2 separate regions of the Oncorhynchus mykiss genome follow, and region 1 is linked to region 2. Evidence: chromatin contacts called from public Hi-C data. All regions are on one chromosome and are shown on one strand. Each heading gives the region's core, a stretch centred on a gene start, on an enhancer-like site or on the middle of the called end of the contact. The rest is flanking DNA. Distances are from core to core; before and after follow the strand shown.

Evidence for each region. A called contact is a pair of places that touch in the nucleus more often than the background predicts.
Region 1: a contact with region 2 is called in a Hi-C map of liver, with 5 times the contacts expected there. The contact joins the promoter of LOC110535115 here to the promoter of LOC110536384 in region 2. A contact is called at or near these places in 2 of 3 Hi-C or Micro-C datasets (blood and liver).

What each region holds. Positions count from the first base shown.
Region 1 is chr11:74,855,883-74,863,566 of USDA_OmykA_1.1, reverse strand. It overlaps LOC110535115 (serine/threonine-protein kinase TAO3), which reads left to right and starts at 1,280. Exons shown (of 21, transcript XM_036936323.1): 1 at 1,280-1,641. It overlaps LOC118937398 (basic proline-rich protein-like), which reads left to right and starts at 3,950. Exons shown (of 5, transcript XM_036936343.1): 1 at 3,950-3,958; 2 at 4,259-4,786; 3 at 5,313-5,724; 4 at 6,413-6,756; 5 at 6,924-7,112. The coding sequence starts at 3,950. The coding sequence ends at 7,112.
Region 2 is chr11:74,704,306-74,710,958 of USDA_OmykA_1.1, reverse strand. LOC110536384 (V-set and immunoglobulin domain-containing protein 10) reads left to right here and starts at 3,445. Exons shown (of 9, transcript XM_021622145.2): 1 at 3,445-3,716; 2 at 4,252-4,563; 3 at 5,042-5,347; 4 at 5,569-5,717; 5 at 5,839-5,989. The coding sequence starts at 4,365. It overlaps pebp1 (phosphatidylethanolamine binding protein 1), which reads right to left and starts at 3,659. Exons shown (of 5, transcript NM_001160679.1): 1 at 3,618-3,659; 2 at 3,084-3,237; 3 at 1,449-1,558; 4 at 1-16. The coding sequence starts at 3,218.

The DNA of each region.
Region 1 (7,684 bases), core at 31-2,530, 150 kb before region 2:
CTATCTACTTCTAACTAGCTAGCTTTATTTAAGATAGTTCAGACTATTTTGAGGAAGTGTTAGAGGCTATGTTGTTGCTACGGTGACTCAGGAGGGACAAACAACATTAACTGCCAGGGTATGATATAGCGAACATAACACCCCCAAGACTCAAATCCATTTTTTAATGAGCAGCAAAAAAACACATGGGTAATCAGTGTGTTCAGCCCCCCTTTATAACTAACTTAACCTATGACCTGAACCAGCATTACTGCCCCAAAGTGGCAAGAAGTAACAAGCTAAAAAACGATACAACACAAATGGCTCCTGGCCTCCGACACAGGATACTTTCTGTCCCCAACACTAAAACTATTTTTTATTTTTTATAAAACTTTAACAAAATAAAACTAGTAAATCAGATCTGAGAACTAACTGAAATTAAACTGAATTTCAAATACAAATCTTAAAACTAATAGAAATAAAAACTAACATAAAAACACAAAACTATAATAACCTTGTGTGATTCCAGTCATATCTGATTGAGCTTGAACACACTGTCTGTGGCCAAGGTTAAACCTAGGTCTTCTACATGTCAAAAGACTGTGTTAGCCCGCTGAGCTAACTCAAGCCTATAGACACTGAGAGGGAGGCAGAGGGGAAAATGGGGGTTCAACCCGGGACCTAACTCAAGGACCTAATACTTCACTTTACTTTTTAAGCGTTTTGCATGGATTTCCTGCAACTCATCATGTTTTTATTAGACATACATTCCATGGACTGTCTAGTATTAAAGGTGTCATTCTAAATTCTAACACCAGATGTCAGTATCGCCTTATTGTTTATTTATTTCATTTTTCTCAATTGTGTCGCCTTAGTTTTTATGAACACTGCCAAGTGATACATTTGATCAGAATTTACATTTCTGTGACCGACTTTCATCGCTTTCAGAGGTCAATATTGTCCCAATGCACCATTGAACAATATACATAAAGCCCCCAAAAATAAATGTGAGTTTTCTCATTTTTAAAAATGCAATTAACCCCATGTTATTTTATTAATGTGGACTTGACTGAAACCTAATACAGTACCCAAGTATTCATTTTCATTTTTAACATTGATATCCCTAGTTTTTCTATCCCCAAAGGTTGTCTGTTGATGATCCTTTATAGCCGATAACCGATACATTTTTGTTTCTCTCATCCACCTCCTGTCCTCGTCTGCTTTGACTCTGAACTCGATTGTTTCTCCTTGTAAACAGCACATACTAAAACGTCCAATATTGTCTAGAGTTAAATGACAATGGTCTTGACAACACGACATTTGATCAGTGCAATGTATTGATCATGATCAATAATCAACGGGCATGATCTAAACAACTGTGACACATACAGTGAATGTCGTGTTTTTGTTTGTTTAAACCATAACATTTATAGAGGCCAGAACTAAAGACAACTGCTGCTTGCCAGATAATCTACGAATTTATTTCCGCCTGTCAAACTAGCTGTCAGCGGCAAGGGGCCGTGCTCGTGCGGAGGAAAGGAGCGACTCGAGCCCTCATTCAGGAAGTCCTGACCAAACTTCAGAAAGTCAAGTTGTCTCTCGGAGTTGGACTAAATGTTATTGGAAACGTGGGATTCATCAAAAGGAACAAGAACATCACTGGTCAGTTTTTAATTTGGTTTATTTATGATGAAGGTACAAATGTTAATGTTAGCTATTGCTGTCACAATTTCACGCTTCTAATTTGCTGGCCTTATACACGAGAGACACTTCCTAGTACGCTGTCGTCATGTCTTCGTTTCCTTTAAGATGAAGTCGAAGTAACCCATGTTCCTGTGAAATGATTATTTCGTTGTCAAGATACCAGGCTAACGTAGTTGTATTCTTTATTATGACTCATAGCATGATGACTACCGAAGTTGAGACTTGAACGCATTGTTGTTTTAACGTAACAGTCTCACTAGATAGGCAGTCAGTGAAGTGCGTAGGGTAGTTGAACTGTGCAAGCCAAATACTTGGTTGGTTACACCTGCTCGCAAAACAATTCTCACCGTCGGTTTCATTGGAAATTGTTTATCATTCATACAGTGCTTTTAAATCGTTGAAAGTATTGCTTGGCAAATGAGGAACAGAGGACGTGTTTTCATAAGCACCGACCTGAGCTCATGGGTAAGTATTGCGAGCAAATGACAAGCCAGTTTGGTTCACCTCTTGTCGTGTTAAATTATAAACTGAACCTCTCGATAAACAATGAGACATGTTTTTAAAACCTGTATGCAGTTGCTTCAAAGCCTTTCAACTTGGTTTAGCTGTCAATTTTGTGAATTGTCATTTTGTTTCAAGAGGTTTTACTTGATAATTGGCGAGTTGTCACTAGACGGCTGGAACTATAATGTAGCTAGCTACTGTCTGGCTGTGCCACAGACTGTTTTTCAGTGGATACATGTTGCGACTGAACGTTTTACAACCAGCTACTTACTTACTGTATCATTTTTTGGACATTCTGCGATGGATGGATTGCCAGACATCGAAAACGATTGCATAGCTCAATGCACATGTTAAAATATGTAAATGAAACGAAATTTGCTTTAACTGCCCAGTAATTGACAGACAGAAATGACATTGTCACCCGAGTCTAACGTTAGTGCGTCTATTGTTTTTGTGCTCGAAGCAAATGTTGGTCTAGTGCACTACACACTGGTTAAACAGCATTGACAGCTACCTTTTTGAATGTTTTGTTTGATTTGCCGTCTATTGTCATTCATACAATGCTTTCAACGATAGCTTTACCACTGATATGCAGATATTTTGTTTCCTGTAATCTGCATAAAAGTAAATGTAGGTTAACATTACGCGCTTGAAATGTCTCATTAAAGGCTAAAATAGCAGCCAGTGGAACAGCCTACAACAACCAACCTGACTTCATGATGTCATCCTTTTATGTAGACAGCTTGAATAGGAAGCTAACAGACATGCTTGTAATGAACACATTTCTGCTTGTTCTGAACATGCAATATCTTGTAATTTCCCAAGATATTGCCTGAGCCATATGAAGTCGTTAGCTTCCATATTTAGCATATATTTGGTCAGCTCTTGAATATTCTGTATCAGAGTTCTCTGTATAATGTGTACATTCATTTATCTCTCACTATAAACAAATATTTGCCCATTAGCAGCCAGTAGCTTGATTTTAAAGAAACAACTTTCATTGCTTAAGCCTCTGCTTCCAACATAACCTACAGTAACCTTATCAAGTCGGCCAGCCAGCTCATCAGTAAGTCTCAGGCTTTGAGTGGGAGGTAACTATGAACAGAGTTACACCGTGGCAGTCCAAGGCTACCAGTCCCTTAAGGTTGCCTGCATCACCTATCTAGCTGATAATACTAAGCTAGTTAAGTCTATTTTTTTAAATATATTTTTTTATTGTATGATGAGGGACAATAGCCTGAAATGGTCGTGTCTGTGTGTGTGACCGAGGTCCAACGGAAGTTGCCCCTCCCTCCTCTGTTACCTTCACCCAGTTAGTTTAGCTTTTTTGTAGGATATTCAGACGTGACATCCTGTCTTCCTCCCAAATGGAACCCTATTCCCTATATAGTGCACTACTTTTTATCAGGGCTCTGGACAAAAGTAGTGCACTATATGGAATAGGGTGCCATTTGGGACATTCGCCGAGTGTCACTGACATCCTGTGTGTCTGATCTGTTGGCGTGCTCAACGGTTGTGGTTTGTGTTTGTGAATAACCTATGCATGCATGTATGTGTGCATTGCATGTATCCCATAGGCATTGGCTACATATATCTTACATGTTCCTCTGCACGTGTAAAGTCCAATTAAAACTTGATATTTATCCTGCTTGTCTTCCCTGACTGACTCTATATTTTCTGTGTAGTTCCTCTTCTGTGAGTCTGCAACGTGTTTGACTGTAATGTGCAACTATATATCTGCAAGTGTGAGGTGCGTTGATGGATGCGTGGGGTGAGGACACATCAACTGTGGCTGTCAGGGAGAGGGGGACATTCTGGGTCCTATGAGCACTGATCAAAAGTAGTGCAATATTTTTTTAACCTTTATTTAACTAGGCAAGTCAGTTAAGAACAAATTCTTATTTTCAATGACGGCCTAGGAGCAGTGGGTTCCAGGCTGGCCCTGTTCAGGGGCAGCCGGGGGTTTGAACTTGCAAACTTCCGGTTACTAGTCCAACGCTCTAACCACTAGGTTACCCTAGTGGTTAGGCTGCCCTAATATAAAGGGAATAGTGTGCAATTTGGGACACAGGAAAGCCCAGGCTCCAGCCCCCTCTACCAGGCAGGCCCAGGCTCCAGCCCCCTCTACCAGGCAGGCAAGCCCAGGCTCCAGCCCCCTCTACCAGGCAGGCAGGCCCAGGCTCCAGCCCCCTCTACCAGGCAGGCAGGCCCAGGCTCCAGCCCCCTCTACCAGGCAGGCAGGCCCAGGCTCCAGCCCCCTCTAGCAGGCAGGCCCAGGCTCCAGCCCCCTCTACCAGGCAGGCAGGCCCAGGCTCCAGCCCCCTCTGGCAGGCAGGCTCAGGCTCCAGCCCCCTCTACCAGGGAGGCAGGCCCAGGCTCCAGCCCCCTCTACCAGGGAGGCAGGCCCAGGCTCCAGCCCCCTCTACCAGGGAGGCAGGCCCAGGCTCCAGCCCCCTCTACCAGGGAGGCAGGCCCAGGCTCCAGCCCCCTCTACCAGGGAGGCAGGCCCAGGCTCCAGCCCCCTCTACCAGGCAGACAGCCCCAGGCTCCAGCCCCCTCTCCCAGGCAGGCAGGCCCAGGCTCCATGCCTCTCTCGCAGGCAGGCAGGCCCAGGCTCCATGCCTCTCTCCCAGGCAGGCAGGCCCAGGCTCCAGGCCTCTCTCCCAGGCAGGCAGGCCCAGGCTCCAGGCCTCTCTCCCAGGCAGGCAGGCCCAGGCTCCAGGCCTCTCTCCCAGGTAGGCAAGTAGGCAGGCAGGCAGGCCCAGGATACAGCCCTCTCTCCCAGGCAGGCAGGCCCAGGATACAGCCCTCTCTCCCAGGCAGGCAGGCCCAGGATACAGCCCTCTCTCCCAGGCAGGCAGGCCCAGGATACAGCCCTCTCTCCCAGGCAGGCAGGCCCAGGATACAGCCCTCTCTCCCAGGCAGGCCCAGGATACAGCCCTCTCTCCCAGGCAGGCAGGCCCAGGATACAGCCCTCTCTCCCAGGCAGGCAGGCCCAGGATACAGCCCTCTCTCCCAGGCAGGCAGGCCCAGGATACAGCCCTCTCTCCCAGGCAGGCAGGCCCAGGATACAGCCCTCTCTCCCAGGCAGGCAGGCCCAGGATACAGCCCTCTCTCCCAGGCAGGCAGGCCCAGGCTCCAGCCCCCTCTACCAGGCAGGCAGGCCCAGGCTCCAGCCCCCTCTACCAGGCAGGCAGGCCCAGGCTCCAGCCCTCTCTCCCAGGCAAGTAGGCAGGCAAGCCCAGGCTCCAGGCCTCTCTTACAGGCAGGTAGGCCCAGGCTCCAGCCCCCTCTACCAGGGAGGCAGGCCCATGCTCCAGCCCCCTCTACCAGGGAGGCAGGCCCAGGCTCCAGCCCCCTCTACCATGCAGACAGCCCCAGGCTCCAGCCCCCTCTCCCAGGCAGGCAGGCCCAGGCTCCAGGCCTCTCTCCCAGGCAGGCAGGCCCAGGCTCCAGGCCTCTCTCCTAGGCAGGCAGGCCCAGGCTCCAGGCCTCTCTCCCAGGCAGGCAGGCCCAGGCTCCAGGCCTCTCTCCCAGGTAGGCAAGTAGGCAGGCAGGCCCAGGCTCCAGCCCTCTCTCCCAGGCAGGCAGGCCCAGGATACAGCCCTCTCTCCCAGGCAGGCAGGCCCAGGATACAGCCCTCTCTCCCAGGCAGGCAGGCCCAGGATACAGCCCTCTCTCCCAGGCAGGCAGGCCCAGGATACAGCCCTCTCTCCCAGGCAGGCAGGCCCAGGATACAGCCCTCTCTCCCAGGCAGGCAGGCCCAGGATACAGCCCTCTCTCCCAGGCAGGCAGGCCCAGGATACAGCCCTCTCTCCCAGGCAGGCAGGCCCAGGATACAGCCCTCTCTCCCAGGCAGGCAGGCCCAGGATACAGCCCTCTCTCCCAGGCAGGCAGGCCCAGGATACAGCCCTCTCTCCCAGGCAGGCAGGCCCAGGATACAGCCCTCTCTCCCAGGCAGGCAGGCCCAGGATACAGCCCTCTCTCCCAGGCAGGCAGGCCCAGGATACAGCCCTCTCTCCCAGGCAGGCAGGCCCAGGATACAGTCCTCTCCCAGACAGGCAGGCCCAGGATACAGCCCTCTCTCCCAGGCAGGCAGGCCCAGGATACAGTCCTCTCCCAGACAGGCAGGCCCAGGATACAGCCCTCTCTCCCAGGCAGGCAGGCCCAGGATACAGCCCCCTCTCCCAGGCAGGCAGGCCCAGGCTCCGGCCCCCTCTCCCAGGCAGGCAGGCCCAGGCTCCGGCCCCCTCTCCCAGGGAGGCAGGCCCAGGCTCCGGCCCCCTCTACCAGGGAGGCAGGCCCAGGCTCCGGCCCCCTCTACCAGGGAGGCAGGCCCAGGCTCCGGCCCCCTCTACCAGGGAGGCAGGCCCAGGCTCCGGCCCCCTCTACCAGGGAGGCAGGCCCAGGCTCCGGCCCCCTCTACCAGGGAGGCAGGCCCAGGCTCCGGCCCCCTCTACCAGGCAGGCAGCCCCAGGCTCCGGCCCCCTCTACCAGGCAGGCAGGCCCAGGCTCCGGCCCCCTCTCCTAGGCAGGCAGGCCCAGGCTCCGGCCCCCTCTCCTAGGCAGGCAGGCCCAGGCTCCGGCCCCCTCTCCTAGGCAGGCAGGCCCAGGCTCCGGCCCCCTCTCCTAGGCAGGCAGGCCCAGGCTCCAGCCCCGTCTACCAGGGAGGCAGGCCCAGGCTCCAGCCCCCTCTCCTAGGCAGGCAGGCCCCAGGCTCCAGCCCCCTCTCCTAGGCAGGCAGGCCCAGGCTCCAGCCCCCTCTACCAGGGAGTCAGGCCCAGGCTCCAGCCCCGTCTACCAGGGAGGCAGGCCCAGGCTCCAGCCCCGTCTACCAGGGAGGCAGGCCCAGGCTCCAGCCCCCTCTCCAGCAACAGAAGCGCTCTCGCAGGCAGGCAGGCCGGCCCAACATAGGGGAGGTGTAAACCCTGGCAACAGGCTTAATCACTACACACTGACTGCTCTGTAAAGGGCTTTGGATAATCTGGGTGTGAATAAAGTTTCAGATATGAAGGAGAATTGAGAGGGAAAGGGCATTTCCATTGCAGCTGTTCTTTTTACTCTTGTCTCTCTTCTTAAGGACTAGTCTGGGCTATTCTGTTTACTACTCGCTCTCCTTCAATTCTTCCAAGCAGAGGAAGGAGGAAGATGAGGCCTTAAGGAAGGAGTGTGTAATGTCTGTTTCCCCTCAACAATGAACTGTTCCATGACACACCTGTACATTCTGTTCTTTGCTCTAAGTCTAAGGACATTAATTCTAAGAACGAGGAAATGTATTAAGATTGGAATTACATTGAGGAATTACAGTTGGCTCCAAATGTATTGGGACAGTGACACGTTATTTTTAGTTTTATTTAGGCTCTACTCCAGCACTTTGGATTGGAAATGATACAGTGTCTGAGGTTAAAGTGCAGACTGTCAGCTTTTATTTGAGGGTGTATTTTCATCCATATCAGATGAACCGTTTAGAAATTACAGCACTTTCTGTACATAATCA
Region 2 (6,653 bases), core at 2,196-4,695:
AAAGTGATGCCACTCCCTTCAAAAAAATATATGGTTATCCAACATCCAAGAAAACATTTAAGAAATATGATTATCGATAACACAATCTGTTGGCTTCAGAAATCATCAGGGGGTGAAAAGGTCAAGCAACGCTTTGAATAATCGATCAGAGAGCCAATAAAAAGGGAGTTGCAGCCTAGAGCTGAGCGATATGGCCCGAAAAAATTATCTTGATATATTCACATTTATAGGTGATTCATATAATTTGTTCTCAAAATAAGCTTTTGTTGTACAATTAAAAAGGTCAAGCCTCCACGCCAAAAGACCCACTAATTTGATCAAAATAGTTAAATCTACTTTTTATCCCCAATAATCACTGATCTGGTTGTCAAGTCTATGAAAATGCAATTTACCAGAACAATGCATAATGCACATTCACTCTTAACGCCTGCTATAAGTCAGTCATTTATCAAAAATTAACCCAGGTCTCAAACAATGTCAAGCAAAAGCCCACATGCTAGTGAGTTGCCAGCCAACTTGGATCTATCTGCTAGTAACAAGGTAGAACAGTTGAAGCGTTATGAACACACCCTTCGATGTTTGAACAGCATGCTAGCTTGTCCATTTTTTCCCCCAGATGTTGATATTAAGTGACCTAACTAATTTCTCAGAATGAGAACGAGTTACCAAAACCCAGTGCTAGTCTAATGACAAATGGGCCCCCAATCCTTTTCTTTTAACTAGGCAAGTCAGTAAATTTGTCACAAATGACAAAATGCTGGACAACTTCCTAGGCTTTCTTTCTTTTAAAGAATAACAATACAATGTCAGTGTTCCTGTTTCTTGTGCAGTGATGGCACTTGTAGTGTGACTAAGCAGAAACCAGAGAGGGAGAAGAAGACAGAACGAGCACGACGATAAGTGAATAATGTTGTGTTGCTCAATGATCAAGGTTAATAATTGGTTAAAACTGTGCAAAAACTAAGCCCAACAAACTGATCCTTCTCATCTTCTTGGTGCTTTCAGTTCCTTCAACTCTTTTTTTCAGGACATTTGTGTAAAATTTAAGCAAATGTTGATATTAAGATACCAAATCCTTAGATAGTGTTTAATGCTTACTGCACATGTATACAACAGTCGTGATGTTTCAGTCGTCTGCTCTGCACATCATCTGAGGAGTTGAGACATAAAAAGGGTATCATGAGAAAGGTTAACTTCTCTATTATATGTGTTGGTGTCCATGTGACCCATTCTGTTGGACCAAACCTCAAACGCAAATAGCAAGTTGAAACCACTTGTCAGAGACAAAGAAGTGATCTCTCAGCTTTGTTGTTGTAAGTGTGTGTGTGAGTGAGAGAGAAAAATGGGAAGGTGCACACAGCACAGAAGAAGCGATTCTGGAGAAGCATGCATTTAGAATATTGTGCTAAAACTAATTTGATATATCGCCCAGCCCTACGGCAGCCCACCCAAATTTGGGGTCTTTCCTGCTGGGTGCGTCGGGGTCGGTCATGGCCAGGGTGTACAGCTTTGTGGAGTCACACCCCTCCCACTCTATAGAGGTGGGACGGCTCTGCACCTGTGAAGAAACAAACCAAGGGGAATGTAGTTGGTCTCAATACATTTCAAGCCCATCCCATTTTGGTAATAATTCACACAAGCAGTGGTCAATATAGTTGGTATCGCAACAAACACCCTACAAGCCAAAAATACTTTCACAAGTCAAGGATGGTATCACAATACAAGCATTCCACTACACTCGCATTAACATCTGGTAATCATGTGTATTTGACCAATAAAAATGGTTGCTATCACAAATACAAACCACAGTTGATATAGTTGGTATAACAAACAATAAGCAAAAAAATCAGTTTAATGTATTAAGGATATTCGAATGAACTGTGGATAATTATGTTAATTTGAGTTAGGCCAAAAATCCTGCACTAAGAGAGTGCTGATTAACATAGTCATTGCCCAACCCTCTTCTCTGCAGTGCAGACAGTCAGTGTATGGTCAGACCACCTCTTATGCAGTCTAAGCAAGACTGGAACATTATTGCACACTGACACGGTTTTGTGCATTGTGTCACATTTTTGCAAATAAACCTGGTCTTGCAAATTCTAGCAATCAATAACATTTTTTAAATGAGCTTATTTCATGTAATGTATCAACTACTATCTATTGAGCATAATCGTGAGCACGTGCTGTTAACCCTACAACTCTGAATTATATTCGAGACACTAGCTAGTTTGCAAGCTAACTCCACAGAACAATGAGATATTTTACCGGATGTATGAATGTGAAGCATCCGCTTGGCGTTTCCGCTCACTACCAAATATGTAGTGAGAGGAAGCACACTGGCCGGAGATGGAACGATATGGATTTGGGATGACATTCTGCACATTTTCGCACCAATTAAACATTTGTTCTCAATACAGTTCTCTGTTCCCAACTATAATATGTTGTGGACTAAGTTGCAGACTTTACCCTTTCCAAAAGTGTGTGTATATATCGCGTATAGGAGTGCAAAGGCGAATTCAGTTATTGCACAGGCGCACCTCAGATAGGCGGCGCAGATACAGGCTAGAACGCGCCAATAGGATCGCATTAGCTCGTGTTTGGCTCAGCCCACTATGACTCGTTTGGTCCCATTGGAAACGACAGGCGTGGTCTATCTTAGTTTAGTTATTTAAAAAAATATTCGCTAAATCGTTAGTTATTATGTCAAAGATGAACGCCAATGCAACGGCGAGTAACTCATTCGAACAGTGTACACCACAGTGTTGGAGAAAGGTCAGCGACTAAAGAACATAAACCAAACACGATTAGCTGTTTTGTTTGACTGATCATAGGGATAGAGAGTACTTTTTAATGGAGTCGCCATGAACAAATCTAGGGCATTGCTCACAGAACACAATTGTAAAATAAACGAGTGTGGCACAAAAAGGGCGTTGCAGTTATCACAGCTACACAATGTTCATTTCTGAATACTCATTTACTTTGTTCATTTGCTTGTTTTGCCCACTTTGGTCCCATTGGAAAAGACAGGCATGGTCTATCTTGGTTTAGTTCTAAAATAAATACTCGTTCGTCTTTGACAGTACCTGTGTTGGCGTGAGCACTTTGCCCAACTCGTCGATTTCAAGAGAGCCATACTTGACATGGAGGGTCTGTGCAGGCTTCTCATCCACCTCTGTTAGGGCAAGATTCCCTGTCCACTGGCTTAAATCTACCGGCATTTTGACTGATTCCGGAGAGCTGCAAACAGGAGCTGCTTTGACTTATTCTGCACAAAAACACAAGGGGGCAGGCACAGGCAGGGCCCGGAGTCCTGACTATGCATTGCGTTTAGGCCAATCACAGTACGTCTAGCTCTGCAGTTAGCACTTGTGATTGGCCTAAGGTTCTGTCAATCCCTCACTTTACTGCCCAATGACGCGAATTTATCTTTCTAGAATGTTCTTTTCATGACCAAGGTCCACTCCTACTCGAATTGTCACGTTTTGCTGATAAAGCTACATTGTGTCTTTAAGATCTAGAAACATATATATAAATTACCTACATTTCAGACACTTGTGTGTTAGTTTTCCCTGAGTTAGATTTCACTCTAGAAAAAGAGATAATAGGCTGTCTGTCACCTTCTCAGTGAACTTGGGTAACCCGTCTCGTTGATCAGCGCGGTGACAGCGGTATTAACTGTCAATAAACTAGAAATCCCCTGCTGCACCTTTAAGAAGGTAAGTGTTGGGTGTGGTTTGAAGTTTCCGGATAAACGCCCGCGAGTAAACAGCCAGGTAGCCAAATGGCTGAAAAATTATAGCATGTGGCAGTTCCATGGAGAAGAAAAATATTGAATTATTGTGGCTCATAATTCCTATATCAGTTACTCTAACCAGTTATGTAAACTAGGTGTAGAGGTGTGTTGTGTCACCGCATGCACAACAGGTAGTCAGACAGAGGTTGGCAACCAAAGCATTTGTCTAACTATAAATCAGAGTATATATGCTATACAGTAGGAGGGATAATTATGAATGGCTTCGCAGTTGCAATTTTTCTTCAGGTCATGCATCAGACCGGTGAGTGTCCACTTGTGACATGTTTATGAAACATAATCCATTGTTTTTAGCCTATACAGTAAAATTAGTTATATTAGGTCTGACGTTTTGATCTATATAGGCCTACTGTTCACTTTTATAAGCAATTTGTTGAATCGCAATTTGTTGAATTGAATAATCTTGTCTTAAATTATCGTGCTCATTGTTTTTATGAAAGTTGCAGCAAATGGGCGCTCGGATGAAACTACTGTAGCTGGAACACTGGGAGAGAATATTATACTTCCGTGTTGGAACACTGCGACCAATGTGACCCCCTCATTCACGCGATGGATGACGAATGGCCAGTTTACCATTGAACGCAATCATTCCATTATAATTCCAATATTCCCAAGTGAAGGGCACCTGACCATACTGTACAATCAAAGCTTGTACATCAACAGAATTAATCTATCAGATGAGGGGACCTATCTCTGTGATTCTTTACCCCATAACAACAAAACTCAAACAAGTCTCACATTGCAAATAGTCAGTAAGTATCTGTGTTCTATCATAACAATGTGTGTTGATGTCCTTCATATAATGACTTGCAGATACTGTACTGGTATCTTGGTCAATTGCCCTGGCAGTTGCCCTAGAAATTATTTTGAACAATTATTGCCTTGAAACTGGTTATTCTGGATTATTTGGTGCTGGGGCTGGTTTCATAGCACATGCTGTAGTAGCCTGTGTGTTTTGTAGGCATTTGAACAATCATGATCAGAGGGGTACTGCAGTGTTACCTTGACCATTATGTAGTATATGATGGATGGATGGAATGGGACTGAATAATTTTTTACAAATGTTCTGTATGTTATGGAATCAGTCCACATTGCTCAATAATGAAAGATGGGTGCCTTGGGTTGTAACAAGGCTTGATTGTTGTATACTGTGAGGACTGTTTTCAAGTGGAAAATGTCTGCCTTCTTTGGCAACACTATAGTAAAGTATATCATGTTTACTTCTTGCAGGTGGTCCTGACAATAGCATCATAGACATCCAGCCAGCCACGCCTCTTTCCAACGGAACCCTCTTTGTTGTCAGGGGTTCCACGGTGTCATTCAACTGTTCCAGCTTGTCCTACCCCTCCCAGAGCCTGTCCTGGGGGTTTCAGGGTGTGGCGTCCAGTAATGACTCTCTGGCGGTGGGCAGTGGGTCGTGGCTGGACTTCAGGATAGAGGATGTTCAGCCCACAGCTCAGGGGAACTACAGCTGCAGAGCCCAGAACTCAATCTCCCAGAAGGCTGCTGGCTCTAGCACAGAGCTGCTTGTATACTGTAGGTGACTGACTATAAGGGAAACAGACTTAATGGTCTCTGATAGTGGTTGATTAGTGACAATTTGAATATCGGTATATATCCTAAGCTCCTAATAGATACCTATCAGATACAGTGGCCAGTGGTGCTTGTTCAAATGACTTGTCTATCTTATTGTTGTGTAATAACCCAAATACCTCATCAATTCTATACTGTAAAGAGCATCCATCTTTCTCCTTTAGATTCCCCAGAGAGGCACCCAGAGTGTCTGTGGAACGCAGGGAAGGATCCGTCCCATGTCCAATTCAGCTGTAGCTGGTTTGGAGGCTACCCCTCTCCCACGTTATTCTGGGGGGAGAAGCATCAGACGTCAGGGAGCCATGGGAAGCAGGTGTTTGTTTTGTGGGGGTTAAAACATTACTTAATTGGATACATGCTTTTAAAATATATATAAAACATTTTTGCGTGTGTGTGTGTGTTATCCTCAATTATTTCCTTTGTGGTTCTTTTAGGTGGCTGGACAACTGATGGAGTCGGAGGAGACAGATAATCTGGTGGTGAATCTGAACAGGTCATTGTTGTTCGATGGGCAGATGCTGAAGTGTAATGGGCATCACCCTACGATAAGTCCAGGAGAGGATAAGTTCTGCTCCTTCACCCTGAGTAAGTGAGAGACTACCGCAAAAGTAGTGAATGGAACACTTCCCTATATAGTGCACTACTTCTGAACATGACCCATAGGTAAATAAGTGTACTATATAGGCAATAGGGTGCCATTTGGGATGCACACCCAGCCAACATCTGATATGCCTTTTGTTTGCATTCAGCTTTATGGTTTCTATATTGCAACTGTACATAGATGCCCCGAAACGTGTCAATATCAGTTCTGCATTAAATTGTACAACTGACTAGGTATCCCCCTCTCCTTTCTGTTGTACAACTGACTAGGTATCCCCCTTTCTTTTGTACAACTGACTAGGTATCCCCCTTTCTGTTGTACAACTGACTAGGTATCCCCCTTTCTGTTGTACAACTGACTAGGTATCCCCCTTTCTGTTGTACAACTGACTAGGTATCCCCCTTTCTGTTGTACAACTGACTAGGTATCCCCTTTCAGTTCAGGGTGCTTTATTGGGACACCCTACCATTGGCCAATTTACTTGATACGATGATGTTGGGTAATTACTAAAAGAGACATCTCGTCTGTCTCTTATTTACTTTCAGCTTTTAACCAACTGAATGGTTTCCACAACTGTACAAAGCTCATAGAATATTAGTAATGTGTGAAACACCCAGTGGCTGTGGCACACCTGGTCTGATTCCAAAA